Regions from separate parts of the Gossypium arboreum genome. Here region 1 is linked to region 2. Evidence: chromatin contacts called from public Hi-C data. All regions are on one chromosome and are shown on one strand. The core of a region is the stretch at or near the end of the contact, and the rest is flanking DNA. Distances in the headings are between cores, read along the strand shown. Region 1 holds the start of LOC108482954. Region 2 holds the start of LOC108453529 (transcription factor MYB1).

What was found. Hi-C and Micro-C count contacts between places; a contact is called where the count stands out from the background.
Region 1: a Hi-C map of leaf shows a contact between it and region 2, with 2.1 times the contacts expected there. The contact joins the promoter of LOC108482954 here to the promoter of LOC108453529 in region 2. A contact is called at or near these places in 2 of 5 Hi-C or Micro-C datasets (both in leaf).

The regions. Positions count from the first base shown.
Region 1 is chr10:129,530,557-129,534,392 of ASM2569848v2, forward strand. It overlaps LOC108482954, which reads right to left and starts at 1,991. Exons shown (of 4, transcript XM_017786067.2): 1 at 1,340-1,991; 2 at 1,073-1,188. The coding sequence starts at 1,726.
Region 2 is chr10:129,366,905-129,370,420 of ASM2569848v2, forward strand. LOC108453529 (transcription factor MYB1) reads right to left here and starts at 1,486. Exons shown (of 2, transcript XM_017751675.2): 1 at 1,045-1,486. The coding sequence starts at 1,393.

The DNA of each region.
Region 1 (3,836 bases), core at 741-3,240, 160 kb after region 2:
AATCATTATAAAAAGAGAGACAGTCACTACAATTATGAAATAATATAACATAGAGTAGAATGATACTTGGATGGTATGACCGGTTCAAAGATTAAGAAAAGCGTTGGTATCCCCAATTTAGCAGAGTTGATATAAGAAAAAAACACCGAAATAAGTTACTTGCAAATGTCAGCACATATAATCACTTGATAATACATGACATGAAAACTTATAGGTAGTAAACAAGTGTAACATACTGTGACAACCAGAACATTCTAAATCATGTATATTTTAGACTAGCTGCCTGCATGGAGTACTAAAAGCATTACCATATAACATAATGCAGTCAATTAAATACCATCTTAACCCAAAACAGAGACATTAAGGGCCTAAAAGAGTTGTTGCAGTGATCCACGGTAAATTGACAAAATGCTACATGCTTAAAGGCTATGAAAGATCAAAGGAATGAGACCATCAAAATGGTATCATTGATGAATATGAATTATGGATAAAAATCTAAGGAAAATAAGCTAATATCTATAATTGGTCTCCAATATTTCAAACTAAGCATTAGCTAACTAATTTGATAATTTAAGGTTCCTAAATAGAGGAAAAGAAGCTAACTTGTAACTGTAATGCACTATTAGCTACCAAGCAATTGGCTTTGATTGGACTAATGTGGAGATTCTTCTTTCTTTCTAGTTAGCTAGCTAACAAGCAAGGCTATCTATTTTAATTGTCACCTTTGATTTCTAGTTTCATCAATATTTATATATGTTATGATAATTTATAATTAGTTTATTTAATTTAATATCTTAATTAGCATATCACCTACTAAAGACAATTTCCTAAATCATTTAAACTAAACCTCGGGGGGCCTACCACGAAAGGTTAGTTTCTAGAGAGAGCAGAATGTAAATACTCAACGGAAATTGTTAACAATTAAGCATACGGCTCTGTGATATATGCTGTAGGTAAATGCTAATGATTTGCAACAAAAAGGCTAACATGCATCCATGGACTGTGCATGACATTCAGAGCAGGATAATCTATGATAAATCCAAGACTCCGATATCATCAAAAGTTCAATTACCTTGCAGCAGTAGGCTGAAAACAGGTTCCTTGTTTGTTAATCTTCCCCACTCGAATTGAAACCAAAGGTATACAAAAGCACCTCGCCAGCATACCAACTTCCGATGGCTCAAAATGCTGAAATTTATCCAAAACAAATGAAATTACACACACAACACATCCAACTTGAAAATTTTAAGAAGAAAATACAAATATGAGCTAAATTTCATCATAGAATTCGATATAAATGGAAAATTTTATCAATTGAAATTCCAAACTATCAAAATACCTGACTCAAGTGAGCTAACAATCGATCCTCGGCTACGCCGTTCGAAACATTGACTTTCAACAAAGGCTTTAACCTTTCATCGGTTCGACAAGCGCCGATTACTTGCATATCCAAAGCTTGTAACCATTGCAGAACCCTATCTTCTCGATCGCTCTGTTGAAGCAACAAATCTCCATCGTTTTCCTCTACGAATATATCCGTTAACCGTTCCGTAAGTCCGATTTCGTTCCTCACCTCACCGCTCTGTCCCGAAGTTGTTCCAGATCCAACGCTAAAGGTACCAACGACGCCGTTGATGGACGAAGATGCGTCCGACGAACCGATTAATTCGTCGTCGTCCCGATCCACGCGGTCGTCAACAAATTCCCCGTTTCTAGAATTAACCATCTCGAAATCAAACAAAATCTATAAAAAATCAAATTCTTCGATTTATTAAGAAACTATAGATTCGATTACGAGAAAAAATATATAATCACAAGCGTAGAGATCAAATGGAGAAAACTTCGACCAAAGCGATTCTAGAGAGAGAAAAGGAAGATTTTTAGAGAGAGAAAGGGAAGATTTTTAGAGAGAGAAAGAGAGAAATATATCTCCTTCACAAAAATGGTGATATTAAAGATTAGGGGGAGAGCTTGGATTTGGCTATATAAAGAAGGAACAAAAACTATAAAAAAATATCTGGCGGACGTCAAGCTGGCGTTAGAATTGATTAATTGTTGTCATTTGAGATCCGTGTTTTGATTGATTAGGTTTTTTTTATTGGTTTAATTCATATTTTAGTCCCTTTACTATGTTAAAATATAAAATCTAACTCTTATTTTAATAATTGTTTTCATTTAAGATCTGTATTGATTAGTTTCTTTTTGTTTAATTATCATTTTAGTCCACTTACTATGTTAAAATATAAAATTTAATCCGTTTAATTTTACATAATTTGATCTACACTATTAGTTCTTGTGGTTAAGATCATGATATCTTTTATTTTTTAAATAACCTTGAGTATTCGATTCATAGTCGATATATAAATTTATTATCGATTTAAAACTTAATTTATGATTTAGCATTTGAAATGTGGCGAAGCTAGAAAAATTTTTTAGAGGTCGAATTAAATTGTATATTCTTACGATAGTAAAAATACAATTTTACCATTTTAATAGTTTATATCTTTATAACTTTTAAATGATTAAATTAAATTTGTATTATTTTTGGGGTCAAAATGTAATTTTACCATTACTAATTTTTTTTATAAATTATAAAGGTCATAAATGAAAAAAATGTCATTTTAGGGGGTCCAACCCCTGCAACCCCCTTTTCTCCGCCATTGCCTTTGAACAATACTCATTTTCTCATTTTGATATCAAACTTTTTTTTATCGTATATTAATACTTAAACTATCATTTCCATTTCAACTTGTCCAAAAAGAAAGTTACCTATAAGAACATTACATGCGACACATTCTTTTTAGATAAAATGAGAAAAGTATAATAGTTCAAATATTAAAACGGGACAAAAAATTAGGTACTAATATGAGAAAAAGAGTATAATTCAGGAGATTTTTTTTAAAGAATATAATTCAAGAATCAGATAATAAATAAAGCATTGGTTTAGCAAGGTTAGCTGAAAATTCTCAAACTCTATGAGATTGAATAACAATAAATAAATAAAAATTCATATCATCACTTGAACAACAACAACAAACAGCTTAATTAAATTGTACTTCTTAACAATATTATAAAATTAGAAAGATCATACCCTAAATTAGAACATAATAGAGGGACTAAAGCCAAAATTAAACCTTTATTATTTGGTAAAAAGACCACGTCACCTTTTATTTTGTTTTAGTCGTGCGGACCCCACTAAAATAGAAAAAGCCACGTCAGTAGGGAGGGAGGGGCGATGATAATGAAGTATTAATTTGTTTGTTTGGGAAGTGAGAAAAGGAAAGAAAATATAAGAAAAAAAAAAGAAAAGAAAAAGCAATGAGTGACAATCAGCAAATGGAAAAGGACTGATTAAAATAGTTTGGAAGTAAATATGGATTTTATTGAGTAGTTGGGGGGAATATTCGTGGCTTTAAAGAGTTAAAAGATTCAAATCTAGGGACAGACAAAAGGTTATTAGTGGGGTCATTAAGGTGACTTAATTGATGGTTGAAGGGGCAAATGGAAACAAATTTTTATATATAAATTATTGATGTAAGTGGATCTAATTGATTACTTAATACTATTAGAAAATTTATTTGAAAATGTTGGATTTTTTCGATAAAGACTAGAATGTGAGAAAAATTTATAAATTTTAAACAAGTATATTAGGTTTTTAAAATATTTAAGTTCGTATTGTATGTTGTTGTAGTATGTTTTTTAGTTGTGTTTATGCATGTAATTTTAATTTTACAAGTGATTTTAAGGATGGTTTTATTGTTGTCCTCTCTGGTTTGGTGAATGCTTAATTGTTTTGTCGATTTTTACTCGACGCTTTGGACCATCTAGGGTTAATT
Region 2 (3,516 bases), core at 236-2,735:
TCTAAGTTTCATAACATAAAGGCAAACTCGGGCGCATGACCACAAACATTAGTATGATAAGACTCCAGTCCGTTAATGAAATGGAAGCTGAAATTAGGGAGTTGCTCTAAGTGATGATTTACACATTGCATAAGGCAATAGAAATCTGTCACTAAGATCGACTAGGCAAAGATGCATTGTTCTACATACACCACACCGACTTTATCTCCACTCTCCGGGAATAATTAACAAACAATATGATACTTATCTCCCAAAATGTACATATTACCCTCGATAACCCCAAACATTCTTTTGTGAGATTGTGGGTTGGAGTGATCGTTTCAGCTTCAACTAACTTCCGATGGCACCCAAAGACACCTTCATTACACACGAGAAGGAAAAGCAATGGCAGTTGAGCTTAAAAAAGACTTTCAAGATACAAACATAAGACCTACATACATCCTATCATCTTCTTATTAAACTTTGAAGCTAAGATCAAGTAGGCAAAGATGCATTATTCTAAGTATACGACATGTAGCATAAAAGGGTTAAAAGTAAAATGAACTGGCATATGGCGATAGCGATGATTTCAGCTTCAACTCGCTTCCAATGGCATAAGAAAAGAATACCAATGGTGTTCTCGATAACAGGCATTGTACTGAATACATCTTCGTGAATTGGAACAAGCCGATAAGACAACAATTTTCACTAAGGCCTAATAGATATCACACTCTAGAACTTAAATTTCCTACTAAGAAACAAAGATACAGCCTTTACAATACAATGTAACAAATAAAGTACCAAAATCCAACAAAACTTGGAACAGCTGCAGCATTTGTTTAAAAACCAACTACAAAACCAAACATCATCAATCAATCAAACATTAATCCAAATGTAAAAAAAAAAAAAGAAAAAAGAAAAACATAAATAAAAACACAATCTTTTTTCACTATCTAAATCAAAAACAAAAAAAACAAAGAACCAACAACTACCCATTTAAGAACAACCAAAACCCAAACTAAAAAAATCCAAATCCTCATTCAAATAAAAGAAGAAAAAAATTACCAGTGAAAGGCTTGCGCTTAAGGCAAGGGTCAAGCTGGTTACACCAACGAAGCCGACACGATTTCCCAGACCGACCCGGAATTCCTCGGGCGATCAAACTCCAATTCCTCGCCCCGAACTTCGCCACCAACCGACTCAACACCGCGTCTTCCTCCGGTGACCACGGCCCTTTCACTCTTGTATTATTATTATTACTACTACTCCCGCCACCACCACCCACACCACTGCCACCACCGCCACCAAGCTCCGACTCAGCCACAATAAGCTCCAACTCATCACCACCGCTACCAGAACCACTACCACCAGCCGCCGGAGAGTCTTGACGGTTGCTTTCTTTTTCATCCTCCATATTTTGGGGCTTTTCTTTTTTTCAGTTTATATTTTTTTTTTCCTTTTTTGCTCCTTTATTGTTACCCACCTGCCCAACTGCAAAATATTCATTTTTCTCGGTGTTCTTTAACAAAATGACCGTTATATCCTCTCAAAACGGTGACGTTTCTTTTTTTCTTATTGTCTTTTTTGACTTTGGTTGACTTCTGTTTAAGTGGGATCTAGTTTGTTATTGGTCAATTACGTTCTAAGCCCTTTCAATCAATGTTTGGTAACTAGGTTTTCGTTGTAATAATTGACTAATATTTGGGGTGTTTTGGGTATCTTTGATTCGGTTATTTGGTGGGCCATATCGCATAAGAAACCGCCTTCAGTTTTTCGTCTTACGAAGTTGAATAATGTAGTCTTTGGTTTTATAATTACAATTTTACCCTTTTGGGCATTTGTGTTCAAATATGGGTTTTGCGCCCATGGGCCTATACTATAAATGATCTTATTGGGCTTTTATATTTACTACAGGCTCAATATATTTATTAGTAAATTACATGACCCAATGGGCCTACACAACAAAACAAATATAAAAACCATGTTATCCTTCCAAGTAAACATCCATGGATCGGGCCAAACTAGAGGTGTTCATGAGTTAGGTAGTCTAATTGACCCGACCTATTCTGGGTTAGTCCGTTTTACTATTTATAAATAATGAAAAACATAAAATAGTTTTTTATTTATATTCAAATTAATATTTGTATAATTAAATTTAAATAAAATTTTATTATTTTTAAATAAAAAGGGCTTGTTTGGCGGGCCTAGGTGGGTCGTACTCGAATTCAAGTTCGAAGCTTTTTGGAACTAAACTTTAGCCTAACCTAACTCATGAACACCTCTAAGCCACCGTGGCGGCAGGGGGCTAGCATAGGCCCCCCCCAAAATGTAAAATTATTTTTAGGCTCTTAAATTTTTAAAAAATTTAAATTAGTAAAAGTAAAATTACACTTTGGCCCCCCTAAAATTATAAAATTTCGATTTAATTCTTTACAAATTATAAAGATATAAACTATAAAAAATTAAAATTTCATCCGGCCCCTTAAAAAAAATTTTGGCTTCCCCCCTAAGCCAAACTAACTTCCGAAACTTGGAATCAGGATTCATAAAAGTTGGTTTTAACTAACTTACTTGATGAATTGATGTTGGTCGATTAAATCTAACCAATTAAATCTAGTTTGGTTTAAGTAGATTATAATTATCAATTTTCTATTTACTCAATTAGATCCATCCTACCCATTCAATAAATTTAATAACGCTATTACCATAACCAACCCATAACCAAATTAGCTAAATACCTATATCCACCCAACCTAATTAATGAAACCTAATCCTATGGTACATCCATTATGTATAATTATAAGTTTTGATTATATCTACTTTTTTTAATAAAATATCTAAAATTATTCATAGCCCCTTCCCAATCCATATATAGGAAGATAATACGTTTCAGCACATTCAAACACACATCTTCTTGCATTAACAACAATTGAATCATCAAGCGAATTCATTAAATTAAGTTGGTTTAATTACTTTAACTTACAAAACAAAAGTTATCGGGTGATTTCAATTCCTTTCTCCTAAATAATTAAACTGATGTTCGATTTTCTTGTCTCGAACCTACACATCCTTAATTTCTTTAAGACATATATAATCCTCTAAATAAGGAATTAACAATTTTGTATCCTCCAACATAGACCCCTTTCTAACAATTTTTTTTTTTTTTTACCTTTTTTCATCTTCTTTATCCCTTTCCCTACAAGACTTGCCTAAATAATTTTAAAACATTAAAAAAAAAACCCAAAAATTAAAACAAAAGAAATAAAAAGAACCAATGTTCCAAGTGGAGGATGATATAAAATGTTACTAAAAAGTAAGGTTTTAAGTTGTTGATGAGCAATGATGAGTCCAACAACCAAAGAAGTCCATAAAACTTTATATTATACCAAATCAATAATAAGAATGGGATTCTAAAATGTGACCCTTTTTAATGATTAGCATCCCCACATTTAAATTAACACACTTAATTTTCTTTTTATATAATTAAGTTGACTTATAATCATGAGAAGCATGATCAATCCACTACAATTTAAAACG